Regions from separate parts of the Mus musculus genome. Here regions 1, 3 and 4 are each linked to region 2. A link is a contact called in public HiChIP or PLAC-seq and promoter capture Hi-C data. All regions are on one chromosome and are shown on one strand. The core of a region is the stretch at or near the end of the contact, and the rest is flanking DNA. Distances in the headings are between cores, read along the strand shown.

The links. Promoter capture Hi-C pulls out the DNA fragments that hold promoters and counts their contacts. HiChIP or PLAC-seq counts read pairs in DNA pulled down with a chosen protein or histone mark.
Region 1: a contact with region 2 is called in an H3K4me3 HiChIP or PLAC-seq map of the 230-238 cell line, with 21 read pairs. The contact joins the enhancer-like site here to the promoter of Ccnj in region 2. A contact is called at or near these places in 4 of 39 promoter capture datasets (the C10 cell line, epiblast stem cells and pre-B cells), 3 of 484 Hi-C or Micro-C datasets (embryonic stem cells, nephron progenitors and pre-B cells), 4 of 115 datasets of contacts at active chromatin or transcription factors (the 230-238 cell line, large pre-B cells and neural tube) and 1 of 9 other capture datasets (adipose tissue).
Region 3: an H3K27ac HiChIP or PLAC-seq map of microglia shows a contact between it and region 2, with 5 times the contacts expected there. The contact joins the enhancer-like site here to the promoter of Ccnj in region 2. A contact is called at or near these places in 2 of 39 promoter capture datasets (the C10 cell line and the HPC-7 cell line), 1 of 484 Hi-C or Micro-C datasets (myeloid progenitors), 1 of 115 datasets of contacts at active chromatin or transcription factors (microglia) and 1 of 9 other capture datasets (liver).
Region 4: a promoter capture Hi-C map of the C10 cell line shows a contact between it and region 2. The contact joins the enhancer-like site here to the promoter of Ccnj in region 2. A contact is called at or near these places in 7 of 39 promoter capture datasets (the C10 cell line, the HPC-7 cell line, HPC-7-derived erythroid cells and 3 more), 1 of 15 datasets of contacts at CTCF or cohesin (large pre-B cells), 3 of 484 Hi-C or Micro-C datasets (B cells, double positive thymocytes and large pre-B cells), 8 of 115 datasets of contacts at active chromatin or transcription factors (bone marrow-derived macrophages, double positive thymocytes, embryonic stem cells and 2 more) and 1 of 9 other capture datasets (embryonic stem cells).

Annotation. Positions count from the first base shown.
Region 1 is chr19:40,961,707-40,964,628 of GRCm38.p6, forward strand. Blnk (B cell linker) reads right to left here. Exons shown (of 17, transcript NM_008528.5): 4 at 2,537-2,577; 5 at 639-795. Among named protein-coding and RNA genes, the nearest start is that of Blnk, 31 kb to the right of the region's middle. Within about 2 kb of position 1,420, at least 45 of the 459 cell types and tissues checked have an H3K27ac peak or open chromatin away from gene starts, as enhancers often do. A contact at or near this core is called in the 230-238 cell line, where this site is marked.
Region 2 is chr19:40,829,807-40,832,573 of GRCm38.p6, forward strand. It overlaps Ccnj (cyclin J), which reads left to right and starts at 1,473. Exons shown (of 6, transcript NM_172839.4): 1 at 1,473-1,636; 2 at 2,173-2,282. The coding sequence starts at 2,214.
Region 3 is chr19:40,636,490-40,639,297 of GRCm38.p6, forward strand. It overlaps a transcript of Entpd1 not described here. Among named protein-coding and RNA genes, the nearest start is that of Entpd1, 22 kb to the right of the region's middle. Within about 2 kb of position 1,337, at least 61 of the 459 cell types and tissues checked have an H3K27ac peak or open chromatin away from gene starts, as enhancers often do. A contact at or near this core is called in the HPC-7 cell line, liver and microglia, where this site is marked.
Region 4 is chr19:41,052,377-41,055,136 of GRCm38.p6, forward strand. Dntt (deoxynucleotidyltransferase, terminal) reads left to right here. Exons shown (of 11, transcript NM_001043228.1): 9 at 619-864. Among named protein-coding and RNA genes, the nearest start is that of Opalin, 23 kb to the right of the region's middle. Within about 2 kb of position 1,310, at least 12 of the 459 cell types and tissues checked have an H3K27ac peak or open chromatin away from gene starts, as enhancers often do. A contact at or near this core is called in bone marrow-derived macrophages, where this site is marked.

The DNA.
Region 1 (2,922 bases), core at 170-2,669, 130 kb after region 2:
TTGCCCAGCCTTCAGACTTGGGATCCTACCGCCTCATCCTCACCCACCAGCTAGGATTATAGACCTGTGCTACCATGCTAGACTTCTTGATGGACCACCAGAGGCATGCCTCAAAGCCAGATTGTGCAGTGTCGGCTGACCTAAGAGGTTGATTGCAGGCCCAGGGCTCACCGACCACCCCCCCCCACACACACACACACACTACCTAGTGGACATCCACAGTTTAGGTGGCCTGTGTGCAAAGCTGTCTGGACCAGAACAAAGAGGGGGCTTTTGTGGTGGACACTTGGGTCCTTGAAGGACACCATTATTCTATGTGGGCTTCTCAGAAGCTCCAGAGTCCTGGATGAAGGAAATCCTAGGAGAAACAGGACTAATGTCTGGGTTGACTTCTTGTGGGGCTATGAGGGCAGGGGTGGGGAGAGCAATTCTTAGGGTACATTTTTTTATCAGTTCAGATAATCTGTTCAATGCTCCCTCCCCCGCCCCCCCGTCCCCCCCCCCCCACCCCACTGTGCACCTGCCTGCTCCTGTACTGCTGCTCCGAAGGGAGAGTGGAGACAGACAGGGGACCCTCAGGCAGCAGCTGTTTGCCCATCTCCCCCATCCTGTGGTCCCAGCGTCCACAGCGACCTCACCTACATACTCGCCCCTCGTGAAGGGCAGGGCTGGATGGACCACCCGTGTCTGCTGCTCAGCGGGAGGCGGTTCATAGGAATCGTCGCCCGTCTCCTCGGCAGGCATCACATACATCTCGGAGTCCGAATGTTCATCTGGATTTTCATAGTCACTGTCCTGCAAATGTAAGCATCGTGCTTGGTACCCTGCAGGTGCTGTCTAGTGAGCGGATCCCACCTTAGGAGGCAGGAGGGGTTCCAGCGGAGGCAGAGGACAGGAAGTGGAGGTTGATGGAGACTGATGGAGACTGTCTGTTTCTGCCTGCTTCACCCAGCTCCTGCCATGATCACACAGGACTTTCCAGTGCAGAGACAGACACTTGTCTCCTTTCTGTTGGGATGTTATAACGGGGTTCCTCTGTCGGGCATAAAGGCTTTAGGAACAAGCCTGTGTTTCATACTATCTGCAGCGGAGACCCACCAAAGTAAAAATAACCGCTAGGGGAATTTAACCAATCCTTGTTAATCTTGGCTGTTTAACTTCAGGGTAGGTCGATCCCTATTCTCCGGGTTAATTTTTACTTTGTACTCCTCGACCTATACCTTCTCTGTAAAGATTACTTCTTTTATTTCTTGAGATTATAATATAATTAGACCGTTTCCCCTCCCCCTTCTCTCTTCAAACCCTCCCATATACCTATCCTTTGCTGTCTTTCAAATTCTTAATTCAGCCAGCAAGCTGTCTTCTCCCTCCCAGCCGCAGATGTGATCTTGCGCTGAAGCCAGCAGGGGGCGCACCCCCGACACTCTGGTTTCCGCTACACTGGGTTCTAGGGGGAACTTCATGCCCCAGTGACCCGCAATGAGATCACCCTTCCCCTTATTTTTCTTTTCTTTTTCTGCGGTTGAAGGAGGAGGAACTGCTGTCCTAAAGACCACATCCAGGTGGTGAACACAGATTCGATTCTAGACACTGGCCTGGAAGTCTTCATTCTGCGTCGTCCCCGTGAGGGACAGTGGAAATGTCAGTCTGTCCTCCTGACCTCCGCTTCCTTATAAATGAGGTGGGGGTGTGTTTAGGGTTCCTCACAGATCGAAACTCAGATCAGAGCACATTGTGGAAGGTACATTGTGGATGGATACAACAATGTTGAAGAAAACTTTAGACTCAGCTCCCATCATAGTGACCTGCCAGGGTCACTATGGCTAGGTCCCTCTTTCTCACTCCGTGACCTAGGAAGCACAGCTGATGTTCTTTTGGTCCTAACAGGTACCCTGGTAGCTGACAGCCTGGTTCTGAGACCCAGGTTTGAGTTTGGAAACTCTAAGTTAATGAAATGCTCCTTTCTGGTTCTAGCCAGAACTCTGTTAGAAAATAGAGTTTTGCTTGCTTAGTAGCCTGGCCTCAAACACTCCAAGTAACCCAGACTGGCCTTAAACTCTCAAGTCTTCCTGCCTCAGCCTCCCAAGTACTGAGATTAGATGTGAGTACCAGCTCTGGCGTTAACTCTTTGTTTTGGCGGCTCTCCTGCCTGGTGTCAGAGAGTAAGAGAGCACTGGGCAGCTTAGGTCAGAAGTATGCCTATTAGTACAGAGTATTTAAATGCATGTGTTACTTCTGGTTTTGTGAGTCTGTGAGCTCAAAGAATGGGGTAATCTATCTACCTCCCAGGGCCATGGTAGAATAGAGAAAGGTTATATGTAAAAGCGTTCAGCCTGACTTTTGATGAGCACTGGGTCAAGTGAGCTCTCAGCGAGGTCACTGCCACCTACCAAGAGGAGGCTCTTCAGCCCTTCTGAGACCCACCCCCCATCCCCGTGTTGCTCAGCTAGCCTTCAGAGTGTGGTTCAGAAAGAAGCCATTGAAGAGGTCTCCTCGAAAGGCTGGTACCCTCCTGATCCCAGGAGCAAACACTCACGAAGTCATCTGACCACTGCTCCTCTTCATCTGCAGGGCTGTCTGTAACAGGAGAGGGACACAGAGCAAAAAGCATGAATCCAGCTGGCCAGCTCTGGCTGACCCACAGGCACATGTACTGTCTGTCCTTAGCCCCCTGAGCTGACTGCCCACGGGCGCCAAAACTGGCTGCTTTTCTGTGGGCCTTGAACAGTAATTACAGCCATATTGTCATTTTTTTTCATCTCTTTCTCAGAAAGCTTAACCTAAAGCACAAAAGATAAGTCCCGCAGGAGCAGAACAGTGGGGCCCTTTACCTAGGCCTGCCTTTGTCAAGGGACATTTCTGGACATTTGCCCATTTTTTTTTTTTTTTTTTTGCTTTGATAAAGTCCATAACTGTCAGGTC
Region 2 (2,767 bases), core at 223-2,722:
GTAGAATGTAAACTGTGGGAACACAGAGTTGAAGTGCCTTCTGCCCAGCTCACTCTAAAGGGATGAAAAAAATAGTAAGACCGAAATTCCTTTTAGGAATGTAGACTCTAGAGAGACCACCAGAGACATACACAGGCATGAACAAGGATGAATACTGGCATCTTATAAAGAGCCATCTAAGTCTAGAATAATACATGATTTCTGAACCGGTCTCTCCCGGCAAACAACGTGTTCAAAGTAGACTGTAGGACAACCTGCTTATTACAGGATCGCATAGGCAATTATAGTCTGTGACCCACTTTTCTGAAAAGGTTCTTAAGAAAGGCCTGGACCCTAAATCATTTGGAAGCCAAAAGCTGCTTAGTAGTCGTGAATTGGAAACTGAGTACTACTTAAATACCATAAATGACATGGAAATTTTAGCCAGATAACGTCCTTTCCCTCTACTAGTAGTCTCTTCCCGAAATGCACCGGGCTAGGCTGGGTTCTGCCAATTTTCACGTGCATGCTTCCAGTTTCTTCCCATCATTTCCTGAACCCCTGCTCTCCCCAGGCATTGTATAACACTGTCACACAGGGGTCTGCAGCAGCCCTTCCGGGATGGATGCAAATACCAGGGTGATAAGCCATGCTCCCGAAGTGTGCACTCATCCTTTTCTGTACTAGCCCTTTGTCACTCTTCCTCTTTCTAAACAAAATATTCAAAGTAAGGGGTGAGGTCTCATGATTTATGTTTAAATATTGAAGGAAGTCGCTTTACAGTCTCTGGAAAATTGAGGGAACCCATCTACTTCTTTTGGGGTGGTCCTCCAGACACTCTCAAATACAACTGATGGGGTTTCTGTTACATTTCCAGCCCCAGCCAATCGCCTCAATTGACGCTGGAGTGTTCCCACCGTTTAGGGTCTCTTCCTTGACCACCACAGATGGTCAATTACATCCATTATGGATCTGACAAGCCAGGTTGCTAAAGATGTCAATTCCAGTCGCAACTCGCGCGAATCGCCGAAGTGAAAGCAACAAGAAGAGCTGAGTTAGAAGAGCTAAAAGGAGTACTGGGTTTAGAGGGGAGACTGGAGCAGAACTCGACAACCAAAGCGCCTTAGGGACTGGTAAGAGCTAAAGCCCATTCGGAAGGCTTAGGGTAGGGGGAGGATCCCGGAGAGCAGCCCCTCGGAAGTGAGACAGCGGGCCAGATCCGCGCTGCCAAGTTTTAATCCCGGGGCTGAGACATCGCATCTTTCTTTGCCAGCACCCGGGACCCATCAAAGATTCTCTGCAGGTGAGCGGCCCTCGGGCGCCGACAGACCGCGGAGGCTGCAGAGCGAGACCGCCCGGCACCGGGCAGGGGCCCGGGAGACGGAGTAGCACCTGGCTCGGCCCGGCCGCCGATTGGACGGCGAGGCGCGACCCCGCTGTATCGCGAGAGCCGATTGGCAGCGCGGGGCGGCCCGTGCCCCGGCGCTGGCTTTGTACGGCGAGCCGCCTGCCGGTCCTTTAACAATGGGCGGCGCGAGCGCCCGGGTGCTGGGCCCTAGCTGAGGCGGGGGCTTCGCGGCCGACGGTCCGCGGCATGAACGCTGCCGGCGCCCCGTGCACGCCGGCCGGGCTGGGGCTCTGAGGGCCGCGGTTCCGGGTAAGAAACCGCGTGGGCCGGGCAGGCCTGCGGGAGCGCAGCGAGGCGAGGGGAAGCGAGGCGCGGAGCACGGCCGCCCGCCCGGCCTTTTGTTTGCCGCTCCGGGTCCGCGCTGCGGCGGGCGCACCGCAGACCCCCAGGGTGGTGGAGCGTGCGGGGCTGTCGGCGCGGACCTGGTGTCGCGCGCTGGTCACTCTCCATTCCGGCGACGTTCTGACAATGTCAGGGCTCCCGCGCCTAAGTGCAGGCGGCTGAGGTCGAACCCAGAACTCGGAGAGCCCGAGGTGGGCCGTCCCGCCCGGAGCTTTCAGAGCTCGCACCTTTCTGCAGTTCTTGCAGCGGGCGATTGCAGACGACTGGGTAGATCAGGCCTTGCTGGCGTTGGAAGATGGCTCGGGGTCGGGTCAGGTGAAGAGGAGCAGCCGCACGGGGTGACCTGAGATCGCATCCCTGGAGGAGGGGGCGCGGAGGATCGCGGGGGGACTGGGGGGGGGGGGAGTTGCTGGCCGTGACCGCGTCTGGGGCGTGTCTTCCAGACTGAAGTTGCGGCGTCTGGCCGGGCGCACCTCCGGCTTCCATGGAGCTGGAGGGGCAGTGGTGGCGAGGACAGCTGGCTGCGGATATTCACCAGGCGCTTCGGTACAAGGTAACTCCCGAGACCCGACTTTCCCCATCCCGGCTCTTGTGCTTCCTGGAAAGGCCAGTCAGGTTCTTTACTCTCTACCTTCCAGGCCAGAGAAGGCGAGTTTGCTCATTTGTCAAAGTTAATTAACTTCTTCCTTCCCTGGGCTGCATCCGAAGAACCTGTAAATGTGGAGAAGACTGGGGCGTGGTAGTTGGGAGAAGGAAGGTGGATGGTGTTCCGATGTTGCCAGGTCGACCATGGGTGTGTGTGTGTGTGTGTGTGTCTGTCTGTCTGTCTGTCTGTGTCTGTGTGTGAGTGAACAGCCCTCCTTGTTTCGTACATGCTGTTGCATGAAGCTGGTGTAAGCCCTGTACATAACTCAGTTCTCCAACCTTTCCCCAAACCTGCTCTGAGACTTCGGACAACTTAATTTTCTCTTTCTCAGTTTCCTCGTCTGTAAAAGGAGAAATAACAACGACAGAACGTCCTTATGGGGTGATTGTGAA
Region 3 (2,808 bases), core at 87-2,586, 190 kb before region 2:
AAGCTAGTGCCAAGCTGAAACTTTCACATTTAAAATGGCAGTTATACGAACACCAGAATAGTCACCTAGACATTCCGTGCAAATTTAAGTTCCTTCAATTTCCACCCCACCCCCCAAATCTTTATGTTAGTTTGTCATTTGGACCAATCTAGTTTGAGAATGTAAGACTAATAGTCTTGTAAGGTTTAGGGCTGAATTTATTTCTTATTGCTTGAATTCTCAATCTTTTTTTTTTTTTTTTTTAAAAAAAACGTATATTGTAATTGTAGCACTTAAGGTTGTGTTCCTACTGGCAGTCTACAGAAAACATACTGTGGATGCTGAACGTTATCTCTGGAAAATGACTTAGCTCCCCCTAACTGGAGACATTTTAAAGGCTTTTTCTATGTAGCCCATTACTAGTAACAAGCAAGTTCAAACTCAGTGTCCCTGCCTTACTCTCCCTAAACCGGTGACATTTTGCTTTTGTTTTTTTGTTTGGTTTGGTTTTCAGCCAGGGTCTCATGTGGTCTAGGCTGGTCTGGAACTCACTAGGTAGCTGATGCGGACCCTCCTGCCTTTAGTTCCCACATGGTAAGATTATCCACACCTGGCTCACCTGGAGGGTTTTTTTCAAAGTTATTTGACCAGCAGTGTAACTTAACTGACTGAATGAGTCTGGGTTTTGCTGGGCTGTCAGGCTGGAGCTGCAGCCATCTGATAGCTCCTTAGCAGAGTTCAGGAGGCCAGTGTCTGCTTCCTCAAGATGGTGTGATAATGTGTCGCAGCCTGAAGCAGAGATAGCAGCTCCACAGCAAAGCCCAGTAGACCTGCTTTACTGAAAAGGGCAGCCCCTTTCCTTCCCGACATTCTAAGTCTTCCTGCACCCCGCCCACTGCGGGAGACTTGAAACAATGGGAGAATGGCACCTTTGCATTCCCTCCTAGGAACTCCTGTATTTTGTAATGACATTAACTTTCCACCTTCCTCTACTTTGTCTTGGATGACAAAGAATGGCAAATGCTTGTTTACCCAAGAGGTGGCACATTTACAAGCACTCTCCTTTCCCAAAGCTACTTTCTGGAAAAACAAAACAAAACAAAAAACCAGCCGGGCAGGACCAGCTAAGCAGTGATGCCACACTGGGTGTGAGCTGAGGCTGCTTCATGCATAGTGTACCCTAGTTCTCCATCTATAGGAAAGCAGAACCGTTGAAATCGCCAGGGAGAGATAATGGTAATTTTGCTAATTCACTGGCTTTGGTTGTCGAAGCACAGGTGATGTTGGGCTGAGTAGTCCTCTAGTGGTCCTCTAGTGGAGCCTCCACTGTGGCCATTAAAAGAGAAGTGGACCAAGGAAGGACCATGGTTAGAGATGCGTCACTGGACTGTCACCGGACTGTCACAGGGCCCTCACTGTTTAGGGCTATGAGGAAGTGGTTGGAAAAACAAATCGCCCTGCAAGAAATAGAAGGAAACAACTAGAAAAACAACCGATGGCTTTATTAGAAACTGGTCTGGCTGGGTAGTCCTGGCTGAGGCAAACCACCATGTAAAGAAGTTAAAGACAAAAACAGTGGGTGAATCTATTAGAAGGCTCCTGTTGCTGGTTTCCTGACCTTCACAGTGGATTGCAGGCCTTGTGAGGGACAAGGAGTGCACAGTCTTGAGTGATAGTCCCTGCGTGGGGTATAAATAGAATATGGATTCTTTTTTTATTGGGGAGGGGAGATTAGTGGAAATAAAGTAATTTTCACCAAATTCTCCCTTTGAGAAGGATCCGTGATGGTGAATATTCGTCCAGATGTTTTCCTAAATGGAAGAGACACCAGGACAACACCATCCTATATGTTTCTTGAGTGTATTTCAAATCGGATTTGCTCCTTGTAAAACAGTACGAGATCCCGCATACTGCACCCTGGGAATTCACAGGAGCAGGCGGTTCTTACAGCCCTTCCCCCATCCCCTTCTTTTGTCTTACTATGTAGTACACTTGGGTCTCAAACCCTTGACCCTCCTGCCTCAGCTATCTGTGTGCTGGGATTATAGGCGCGTGTCACTAGATTCAGCTCACAGTAGTTCCTTTAGGTCAACAGGACCTGCCCCATTAGAAGAGGGAGAAAACAGACTCACCTGCCAAAGATTCAACAAGTGGACCGAGCCAGAACGAGAATGCAAATTTCTATGTAGAATTTCTCTTTCAGTTTCTTAGGCTGCCAAGAGATGCTTCCTAGGTCCTCTCCAGGTTCACTGGTTTTAGCTAATACATACGCAAGCCATCCATGTAGCCGCACAGGGCTGTTTGAGGTTTTAAATGTGGAAATGTGGAAATGTGAGAATGCAGAAGCCCTGGGTGTTCTCTGCTCGCTCTGCCTCCACCTTTTCTGTTTCCTAGTTGGCCAGCCAGATGAAAGACATCAAACAGATGCTGGCCTTGGCCATACATGTCTTTAATCCCTGCACTCAGAGACAGAGGCAGGCAGATCTCTGAGAGTTCAAGGCCAGCTTGGTCTGCAAATTGAGTTTAGGACTGCCAGGGCTACACAGAGCAACCCTGTCTTGAAAAAACAAAAACAAACAAACAAACAAACAACCCCCCCAAACAAAACAAAAAGCAGAAGTGCGTCAAAGGGGGTGCAGTCAAGGTGAGGGAGAGAGTGGGTTCAGGCACTTATTCTTCCGCTCCTGACACTCACTGGTACTACCACTCTAACCAAAGGTACGGTTGATCTGTGGCTCCCTCCCCCACATACCCAACCTCACTGTTGCTTGTGCATGGCAGTAACTCCTTTTGAACCAATTTTTTTCCTCCCAAGGGCTCTTCTTAGCC
Region 4 (2,760 bases), core at 60-2,559, 220 kb after region 2:
CCACCCCCACCCCGTGTGCAGCACAGGAACCCCTAGGGGCTGGTGCTTGCCTAACATTCCCTTGAATTACTTATTAACTTTCTGGATAGAAACTTGAGATAAAGCAGGCTTCGTGGGCCTTCTTTCACTGCCTCCGAGATGGAGAGAGAGTTCTTTCAGGGCTGGGGTGTACTCAGTGGTAGAGTGCATAGCTAGCAGGTTCAACCCTGAGCATTGCAAAAACAACACAACAACAGATGTAACAGGTCACCATGCCCCACACTGGGTCTGGAATTTCAGACACAACCTTTTGACCCAGTCCAGACAACCGACATGCAGGGAACAGTGTGAATTTCTGTTCACCGTGGCTTTGCTTTTCAAGGAGCAAAGTTGTCCCTCAGAAGCAAACAAGGAGAGATGGAGGCTCTGAGGTTTTCTTATTGGGGACTTTGAGCTCAGCCTTTCTGTGGAGAGAATCATGTATTACCTCCTCTCCCAGATGCTGGATGAGGAAGAACAAAAAATGCATCCCCATTTGTTCAGCTCTGAAGAGGCTCTCTTGAGAGCACTGTAATATCACATGGGTGCCCCACCCCCAGCCCCCTAGGACCCTTTCTAAACCCTCCCATTGCTTTTCAGGGGTTGCTTTTGTACTGCGACATCTTAGAGTCAACCTTTGAAAAGTTCAAGCAGCCCAGCAGGAAGGTGGATGCTCTCGACCATTTCCAGAAATGCTTCCTGATTCTGAAGCTGGACCACGGGAGAGTGCACAGCGAGAAGAGCGGCCAGCAGGAAGGAAAGGGCTGGAAGGCCATCCGTGTAGATCTGGTCATGTGCCCCTATGATCGCCGGGCCTTCGCCCTGCTTGGATGGACCGGCTCCAGAGTAAGAGCTGTCTGCTACTAGCTTTCCTGGCTCAGGGGAAGAAAGCTTCCGTTGTGGGGCAGAAGGCTGAGAGAACTAAGGGACCATGCCCCCAAGCCTCTAAACTGGGGCATGGTATGGGCACATGTTCACACGAGTTAGATTCATTTAGATTCCCAATGTATGGTTCACCAAGCCAGCAGCAGTGGCCTTACCTGGGGACAGGTTAGATTTATAAATTCTTCACTGTATACCTACCACTACATCAGAGGCTCTAGGCAGTTAAGCTCTGACACGGATGTTTGTAAAACCCCCTAGGTGACTGAGAGGTATCTCAGGTGAGAGCTACTGAAACCCAGGAAGTGGCAGGGTGGTGAGTAACTCAGATGGATTTGGGTCCTAGACCTACAGAAGGACCCAACCCTGCCTCTTTCGGTGATCTTGGACACCTTCCTAAAGCCTATAAGATAGACGGGAGTGGCGCCCTCTGGGGGCAGCAGTGCACAGCTGCAGGGTAGTCGACTCCAATGCTGCTCTAAGAAACTAGTGAGGGTTTAAAAAAGAAACTTCGGGATTCAAGAGGCTGAAGCTGCTCTGTCCCGGGTTGCGCTGCTTTCACGTAAATAACACTCCTCCAGCCTTCTCTCTAACAATGGCTAACCTCGCTAACCTCACAGGGCTCTGTGGAGGACTCGCTGGGACAGCAGTCCATCCACTCCTCTTAGATGTCATGCCAGGCTCCTGTTAAGCGTCTGTTGCCCTGTAGCCTCTGGGGCTCAGGAAAAGACTGGATTCCTTAGTTAGAGTTATGATAGCTGTGGCAAAATACCACGATCAAAGAAACTTGGAGACGTAAGGGTTTATTTTACTGACATTTCTTTATCACTGTTCATCATCAAAGGAAGTCAGGACAGGAACTCAGGTAGGGCAAGGACCTGGAGGCACAAGCTGATGCAGAGGCCATGGAGGAGTGCGGCTTACTGGCTTGCTCTCCTTGGCTTACTCAGCCTGCTTTCTCATAGAACCACCAGCCCAAAGAAGGTACCATCCACAATAGACTGGGCCTTCTCTCATTAATCACTAATTAAGAAAAGATCCTACAGATGGATCTTACCAAGGCATTTTCTCAATTTAAGTTGTCCCCTTTCAGATAACTCAAGCATGTGTCAAGTTGACACAAAGCTATCCCACACAGCACAACTCTCTTGGCCATTCTGCAGCCATTTTGGTTTTTAATCACCTCCTTCGAGCCCTCGTTCAGTGATGCTCACCATGGAAGCCCTGCTCAGTCTGGATGCAGCACTGGCTTCCTATGGGCCCATAGTTTTCTTATTTCTTGTTATTATAAACCATTTGTTGCCCAGCTAGATTCTGCTCTGGAGGAACTGGCACTCTGCAGGTATTTGGCAGGTGAACTGAATTTCTCTCTGCACCACAGAAACACTCTTGGCCTTGGCCGAGGAGTTCAGGAATGTTTCTCACTCCCAAACCACGCAGGGCAGGGAACCGGGAGTAGCCCATCATTGACTGCATATAACCAACCCCCATTACACCTCCAGCCTCTCCAGTTGCTGGGAACCAGTGTTAGCTGTGGGAAGACACTGCCAGTCAAGAGCTGGGGTGAGCTAAGCAGGACCCACAACTTCCCAGACCAGCGCTAAGCAAATCTGCTTCCTCAGCAATTGTTACACAAAGCTGGTTCCACCTACAGCTGCTTCTGTAAAGGGCTTCTGGGAGGCAGTCCCAGAAACTTTCCAGCAGAGAGGAAATGAATTCTTACTGCTAGAGGGTGCGACTGTCCCAATGTTTTGCCTAATCCCAGGGGGAAAGACAAAGTTCTGGACCTGGGAACTTTCCAGGTTTCTCTTAGGAAACCAGCAGCAGTATTTGTGATTCACTGTCCTTGTTTCTAGTGTT